Linked DNA regions of Zea mays: region 2 is linked to region 1. A link is a contact called in public Hi-C data. All regions are on one chromosome and are shown on one strand. The core of a region is the stretch at or near the end of the contact, and the rest is flanking DNA. Distances in the headings are between cores, read along the strand shown. Region 1 holds the start of LOC100383536 (putative STRUBBELIG family receptor protein kinase). Region 2 has its middle 48 kb from the start of LOC100278031.

Evidence for each region. A called contact is a pair of places that touch in the nucleus more often than the background predicts.
Region 2: a Hi-C map of ear shows a contact between it and region 1, with 2.4 times the contacts expected there. The contact joins the enhancer-like site here to the promoter of LOC100383536 in region 1. A contact is called at or near these places in 6 of 25 Hi-C or Micro-C datasets (bundle sheath, ear, leaf and 1 more).

The regions. Positions count from the first base shown.
Region 1 is chr5:89,832,359-89,835,457 of Zm-B73-REFERENCE-NAM-5.0, reverse strand. LOC100383536 (putative STRUBBELIG family receptor protein kinase) reads left to right here and starts at 1,744. Exons shown (of 17, transcript NM_001176184.2): 1 at 1,744-2,159. The coding sequence starts at 2,039.
Region 2 is chr5:89,921,962-89,925,302 of Zm-B73-REFERENCE-NAM-5.0, reverse strand. No RefSeq gene overlaps it. Among protein-coding and RNA genes, the nearest start is that of LOC100278031, 48 kb to the left of the region's middle. Within about 2 kb of position 1,387, at least 16 of the 20 cell types and tissues checked have an H3K27ac peak or open chromatin away from gene starts, as enhancers often do. A contact at or near this core is called in bundle sheath, ear, leaf and 1 more, where this site is marked.

The sequences.
Region 1 (3,099 bases), core at 495-2,994:
TTTACGATTATAATCTGTTCAAATTGTATAATTCAACAAATTTTAAACTAAAGATATGTTTATTTGCGATTATAATCTATCCAGATTTATAATTTAACAAATTTTAAACTAACACTTAGTTCAAAATTTGTTAGATTATATAATCTAGACAGATTATAATCCCAACAAACACCCCCTAACATTTAGTTTAAAATTTATTGAATTATATAATTTAGACAAATTATAATCTCAAACAACCACCCTCTTAGTCCCAGCAATTTAGTATTTTAGTTGTACATCAAATATACTCAACGGGATCAGGAAGAAAAAAATGTGCAATGCTACCAATGTACGTACTCCCTCTCTCCCCTATCTAGAAAACAATGGAAAACTCGCTTTCTAAACAGCAAACGACTCATGGGTAGTGAGTTCGGGGTATTTCGGGTACCGGAGGATGGTAGCCGAATTATCTAAATTAATTTGGGTTTTTAAAGTTGTTATCTGAAATTCTTAAATAAAAATCGGGTTCGGATAATTTAGGTTTAGGTAGCGGATTACGGTTTTTTTGCCCCCTACTCTTTTAAACTAAGGAGAGTGTGAGGGGCATTCAGCCAGAGTTCTTCCTTTCTCTCGTTCTCACACTTCTCTTTATAACACGCTTCCAAGAGCAATACAACGATCAACACTACACTGGACGTAGGGTGCGAGTCTAAACCAGTATAATCCTCTCTAGTCACTTAATTCATCACTCGGTGTGAGTCCACGCTAGCCTCCTCCACCGAACATAAATTATATTGTTTCTCCGATTTCTAAAACCACGGCAATATTTAATTGCTTATAGCTGAATTATTATTTAAAAGTGTACACTAATTTAAAACCCGTGAGTGATTCGAAATCCACCTAAACCCGACAGGTTCGGTGAGAGTTTGGAATTGCACTCGTAGATATGATTATAGGTGGGTTTAAGGGTGCGTTTGGTTGCGGGACAGCCAGGACAGAGACGTCCCCTGACGTCCTCTCTTATTCCTCTAATTTTGAGAGATAACTGTGGACAACACTTGGATAGTCCTGTCCCAGCCACTGACCCTAAACCAAACAACCTTATTTGAGGGATCATCTGGTTCCATCCATTCTGTCAATGCAACCAAACACACCCTAAATAAACTCACAAGTATGATCGTGAGCGGGTTTTTAGTTCAGCTGACCCGTTTCCATCCCGTTGATACGATGACAAGATAAAAAAAACTCGTTCGTTGGATAAAGTGAGCAAGGGAAAGAAAGGCGTTACAGTTGGCGCTTTTCTTTGGTGCACAAAGGAAAGAATATGACTGCGGGAGATAACTGAGGGAGTGGCTGCAGGTACTTTTGTACTGGTGTAATAGACCCTATTTTAAATAGATTAGAACTACTTGTTATCTATGACTTAAAAATATCTAGCTAAAAATTAGTGAACTACTTGAGTAGTTGTTAGCTCTTAATAGTTGAGTTCATACTGGTTGTTAGCTATTAATAGCTGAGTTCTATGAACTAATAAACTATTACTCCAGTTGTTTAGGACTTCAAGTAAACTTTTTAGTAAAATTTGATTAACTAGTTGGGTACATTTGTCGTAAAAAAAGCTTTCCCTCCACTGCTTTCCTCACCACCGCTCACCTCACCAGTCAGCACTCCCACACAGTACCCACCCTTTCTCTCTCCATCTTTTCACGCCCGTTGCTTGCTCCCCCACGCTTGACGCTCCCCCATCCCTCCTCCGCTGCCTTTCTCTCACTTCGCCGCCACTCCCAGTCTCTCTCTATCTCTCCACTCCTTACAGCTAGATTCTAGAAGCCAACAAAAACAGACGGGGGCAGAGCGTAAGGGGAGAATCGTGCTCCGGGAAAGCAAACCTCAGAGAATCCACCTCTCCCCCACCCTCTCTCTCTCTCTAGATCTACGCAAGCCGCCTCGGTATCCGCGATCGCCACCGCCCGCGGCGGCTGATGCGTCCGTGCTGCTGCGCGGAGGTGGCGCTGCGCTGTTAGCTGGCGCGAGAGTTCGTCCGGCCCCCGACCGAGTGATGGGGGCGGCGGGGGGCGGCCGGTGCGTCCGCCTCGGGGCGGCGCCGGTCCTCGTCCTGCTGCTGATCGCCGCTGCCACATTGCCGCGGCTGGCGCGCGCGGTCACCGACGCCGGCGACGGTAACCCACCCTGCTCTGCTCGCTTCTTGTCTCACTTCCTCCGCTTGATTGTAAGTTGGCAGTTTGCACGCACCAGCTGCCTGCACGGGCTGCCGACTGGTTCGTGGTCGCTTGCATGTTTGTCTGGTTGGGTTTCGCTGTTTGCGCGGTGAAGTGATGATTGGAGTTTACTGTTGCTGAGGGTGATGGAATTCGGATGCGTACTGACACTATAAATCAGATGATTTGATTTTGGTGGTGTAGTACTGTTGCACTGCGGATTAGGTGGGTGGGTGCTGAGAAATGTGAATTGAATTTTGCTGAGCTGGTTGATTCAGCCGTTTTGGTAGCGCGGGTTCACAGCGTACTGATTTCGTACCTGAGGGGTTGATGGAGGCGTTGAATTCGTGCTCGCATGCCTGCGGAAGCAACCAAAGTGATGGATGATACGCGGCAATCGGCTTGTGCTTTTCGGCCTTGGGATTGAGAGCGATGTTTATGGTCCTGGAAGGATTTGGTGGCATCGGCTTCCTGTGTTATGAATTTGTTGTCGTCATCCGTGGATAGCAACGGGGGAGGAGCGCGACTGCTTCCTAGAGATTCAGTGGCTGTTGAAAATAGTCAAGGACAAATAGATGTGTAGTGCAATTTTTTGAAGGCTGCCGTGGTACATTGGGAACTTTGATCTTGGTGGAGCACTTGAGCTTATAGTCTCATCAGACTCTCAGGAGTTGGTAAATGGTGTACACACAGGATGAGCTTAGAGTGGCAGAGAGCCGGATTTCTGGTGAATGGCAAAAGACCAAATGACTGCTTTCGCGGGCAATGCGCTCAGTACCTGTTTCAGACAGAGGTCTTGGCAGCAGAGAGTTGAGTTAATACAAAATGTAAATGACTAATGAGGATTAGTTCATGACAGTGTGCTCCATACATGTTATATACAGTTCTGAATTTTGTTAGA
Region 2 (3,341 bases), core at 138-2,637, 90 kb before region 1:
TTAGTCACTGTTTTAATCTAACTGTTTGGCAATTTAGGAACTAATGAGACTAAATTAAATAGACTAATTTTTAGTAAGGCCTTACTATGACATAATATTTTAAGTTAATGGCCGATCGCAACTTAATCTCCCATGCGCTGTAAATGTAATGTGCCAAGGTACATGTATACAAATTACCAAATGCGTACAGTACTAGTGCATCCATTGTCTTTTATTTTTGTACGCGCTTGCACTGCACAGTCATGTTCTGGAGAATCAGTGATTATGCTGTTCGTGTGACTGCTGGATGGCCAGTGGCGAGGGCCCGTGGTTCGAACTTCGTTGAGGGCTTCCTGTACTGTACGCCTGTACCTGCAGCTAAGAATGTCTTCAACGAGTTAAATGATTATGTACTCTAAATTTAACGTATGAAACATTAGCTATCGTTTTTAACAAGATACTAGATCGGTAAAATATAAATTGTCTACGGCGAACGAACGCTAAATGTAGAGGGTCTTCGTGCGCGTGCTATCCGTCGGCTCAGCCTAGAGCCCGCTCTTAAATTGTTGTTCGTCTCAGCGGTTAATTTTAATCTTTTTTGTGTAAACCTAATGGTAGCAACACTTTTGCTAACTGAGATTATTATATTAGTATTATCAGTTTATATCCAATACGTATATAGACATGGACATAGACGGTAGTTTTTTCGTTATGAAAAACGATTACTAATGTAGGTTGCAAAATGCAATTATTATAATCATGTTCCTAATTCATTTTTTATAGCGTAGAAAGAATTGTTTTTATTGCATATACGAATTGGGAAAAAATAATACAAATGTCTCGTAAACTATTTGCTTAAATATGAACTAATATTAACTTCACTATAAAATCAATATGTACTGTATAGCGTATTTTAATTTCTCAACATATGTAGTGTTGTTTTAACTACCGATAAACAATATATTTGTGAAATGAAATCAGTAAACATTATAGATATAGAGGACCGGAATTAAAAGATGTTGTTGAAGATAATAAAAATATAGATAATGTAATCTTTTAGAGCGTACTATAAAAGGAAGAAGAATATTTTTAGATGATAATTTAGTCTAAATCCACGAGCAAAGTCGAGCGAGAGTGGGCCAAGGCGACGGAAAGGAACGGCTCGTCGGCCGCGCTTGCCGCCAGCCACCGCCGTCGCAGTCGCAGGGCGGTGTGGCTTTCTGCTTGCTGTTGCACTCGAATGGTGAAACTTCGCCCTCTGACTATTACCTATGTCTTTCCTATGATTGTTCTGTCCTCCAAAAGAAAATTGTTGATGTGAATGAAAGACGGAGCAGTACTATCCTGTACGGAAGCATAGGCGACGGGCGAAAAGAGGAAAACGTGCACCGACGATCCGCACGCGAACGCTGCCAAACTCCAAATGGATCCATCCGAGCTCTACGTCAGCAGGGCCCCCACTCCCCTGTTCGGCTGCCCCCAGTTCCATCATCAATTGTGCCGCGCGGGGATAATAAAAAAAATTGACAACGACCCGCAAATCCAGAAGCCGCACACCACATTTTCAGAACTTGGTTGGTTCCCTGAGCAAAATTCAGTTTGTGTCACGTAAAATGTTGAATGCCAATTATGGATAAATATAGAATAATTATAAAATTGATTGCACAAATAAAGATTACTCCTAAATGACAAAACTGATTTATTATGGTTAATCAATCCATGATTAATTAGCAAATGTTTACTAGCATAATACGAGCGGATCATGCATTAATTATGTTTAATAAATTTGTCTCGATGTTTAGTCTTTATCTCTGTAATTAGTTTTACAGTTAGATTATATTTAATACATATAATTGGTATTCAAACATCATATGATAGAGACTAAATTTTAGTAAGAGGAACCAAACACCTCCTACTCATGGGCCTTTCCCCACAAATTCCAACTCCTTTTCCCGCGTTGATGCGGAGGTGATAATAGTTAATAATACAAATTAAACAACAACATAAACAAATATCAACAATTCTAGTTCTCATGTTGTAACACCTAAAATTCTACTTTAGAATTTATAAGTAAAAATGTCCCAAAATAAATATATTTCGTAAATAAAGGACTAAAATAAAAGATACTTAGAAATTAAATTATAGAAGAATTATGAGTTAAATTCTTCTTTTGGGATAAAATAATTGAAGATATTCTCTAGATAGGTTGAGATAAAACTACCCTTTAGTATAAAATTATGTAATAATAGATGAGACATATGATTTAGGTATATAATAACAAGAAGATTTCTCATGTGTTTTAAAACAAGTGGGATATTCCTTTTATTAACTATGTAGTTTAAAATATGCATGAATAAACAAATATTAAAAGAATAAACAAAATATTTATGCAAAACATGTTCTGATGCGTTTTAGAATTTTGAGGTGAACTAGAATCAAATTCGAATTTGAAATATAAAAAGGAAAAAAGAATAAAGAAAAAGGAAAAGGAAAAGCTTACCTTCACTGGGCCACTTCCTCATCCCATGGCCCAACTCGGCACACACCCGCGTGGCCCAATCCACTAACGCGACACCGACCGCATGGGCCCGCTTGACAGTTGAACCACCGTGTCACTCTCCCTGACGGGTCTAGCTCGTTCATCAGAGATCGTATCCACACGCGCGCCTGCCCGTGCACCTGCTTCTGTCGCACGGACCCACCTATCGGTCTCGCTCGTGCTAGCTCGATTGGTGCCGTCATCGAGCAGTGGGACGTCCTGTCATCCCTGCCGCGACCACCTCGCTCAACAAACTCGCGCGCGTGGTCGGGCGAGGCCACGATTCTCTCACAGATCCAGGGTTCCATTGTCGCCACCTTTTGGGGGCCTTCTTCTTCGCCGAAGGTCCTCTAAGCAAAAACACCTTTGGCAAGGCCATATGCAAGCAGGCACAACACGAAGGTATATGCCGAAACTGTAATCAAGGGAGCTTCGGCATGATGACACGACTGAGACGAAGGGCATCACCGACTTAAAAAAAAAGGAAAAGACTGCTTAGTTCCTGATGATTTGTGTCATGATTAGTTATCAGGGTTATAAATGTAATTTTGACCGGGTTGTGTCCCGTGCCTATAAATAGGTGAACAGTACCCCCGTACTATTCACGCTGACTTGTATTCACTCGCACGTCACTCTTGGATTCTTACCTTCTGTCAAGCCGAAGGTTTAAATGTAATTCAGTATCGTTAATGTTTATTCATGATTATATGATGAGAATATAGATAATTTAATGATTTGATATGATTATTCATATTCTTGATATGTGTCATATGTTCCTGCTTTTCATTATATATTGAGATGATGAAGGTATATCCTTCATAAC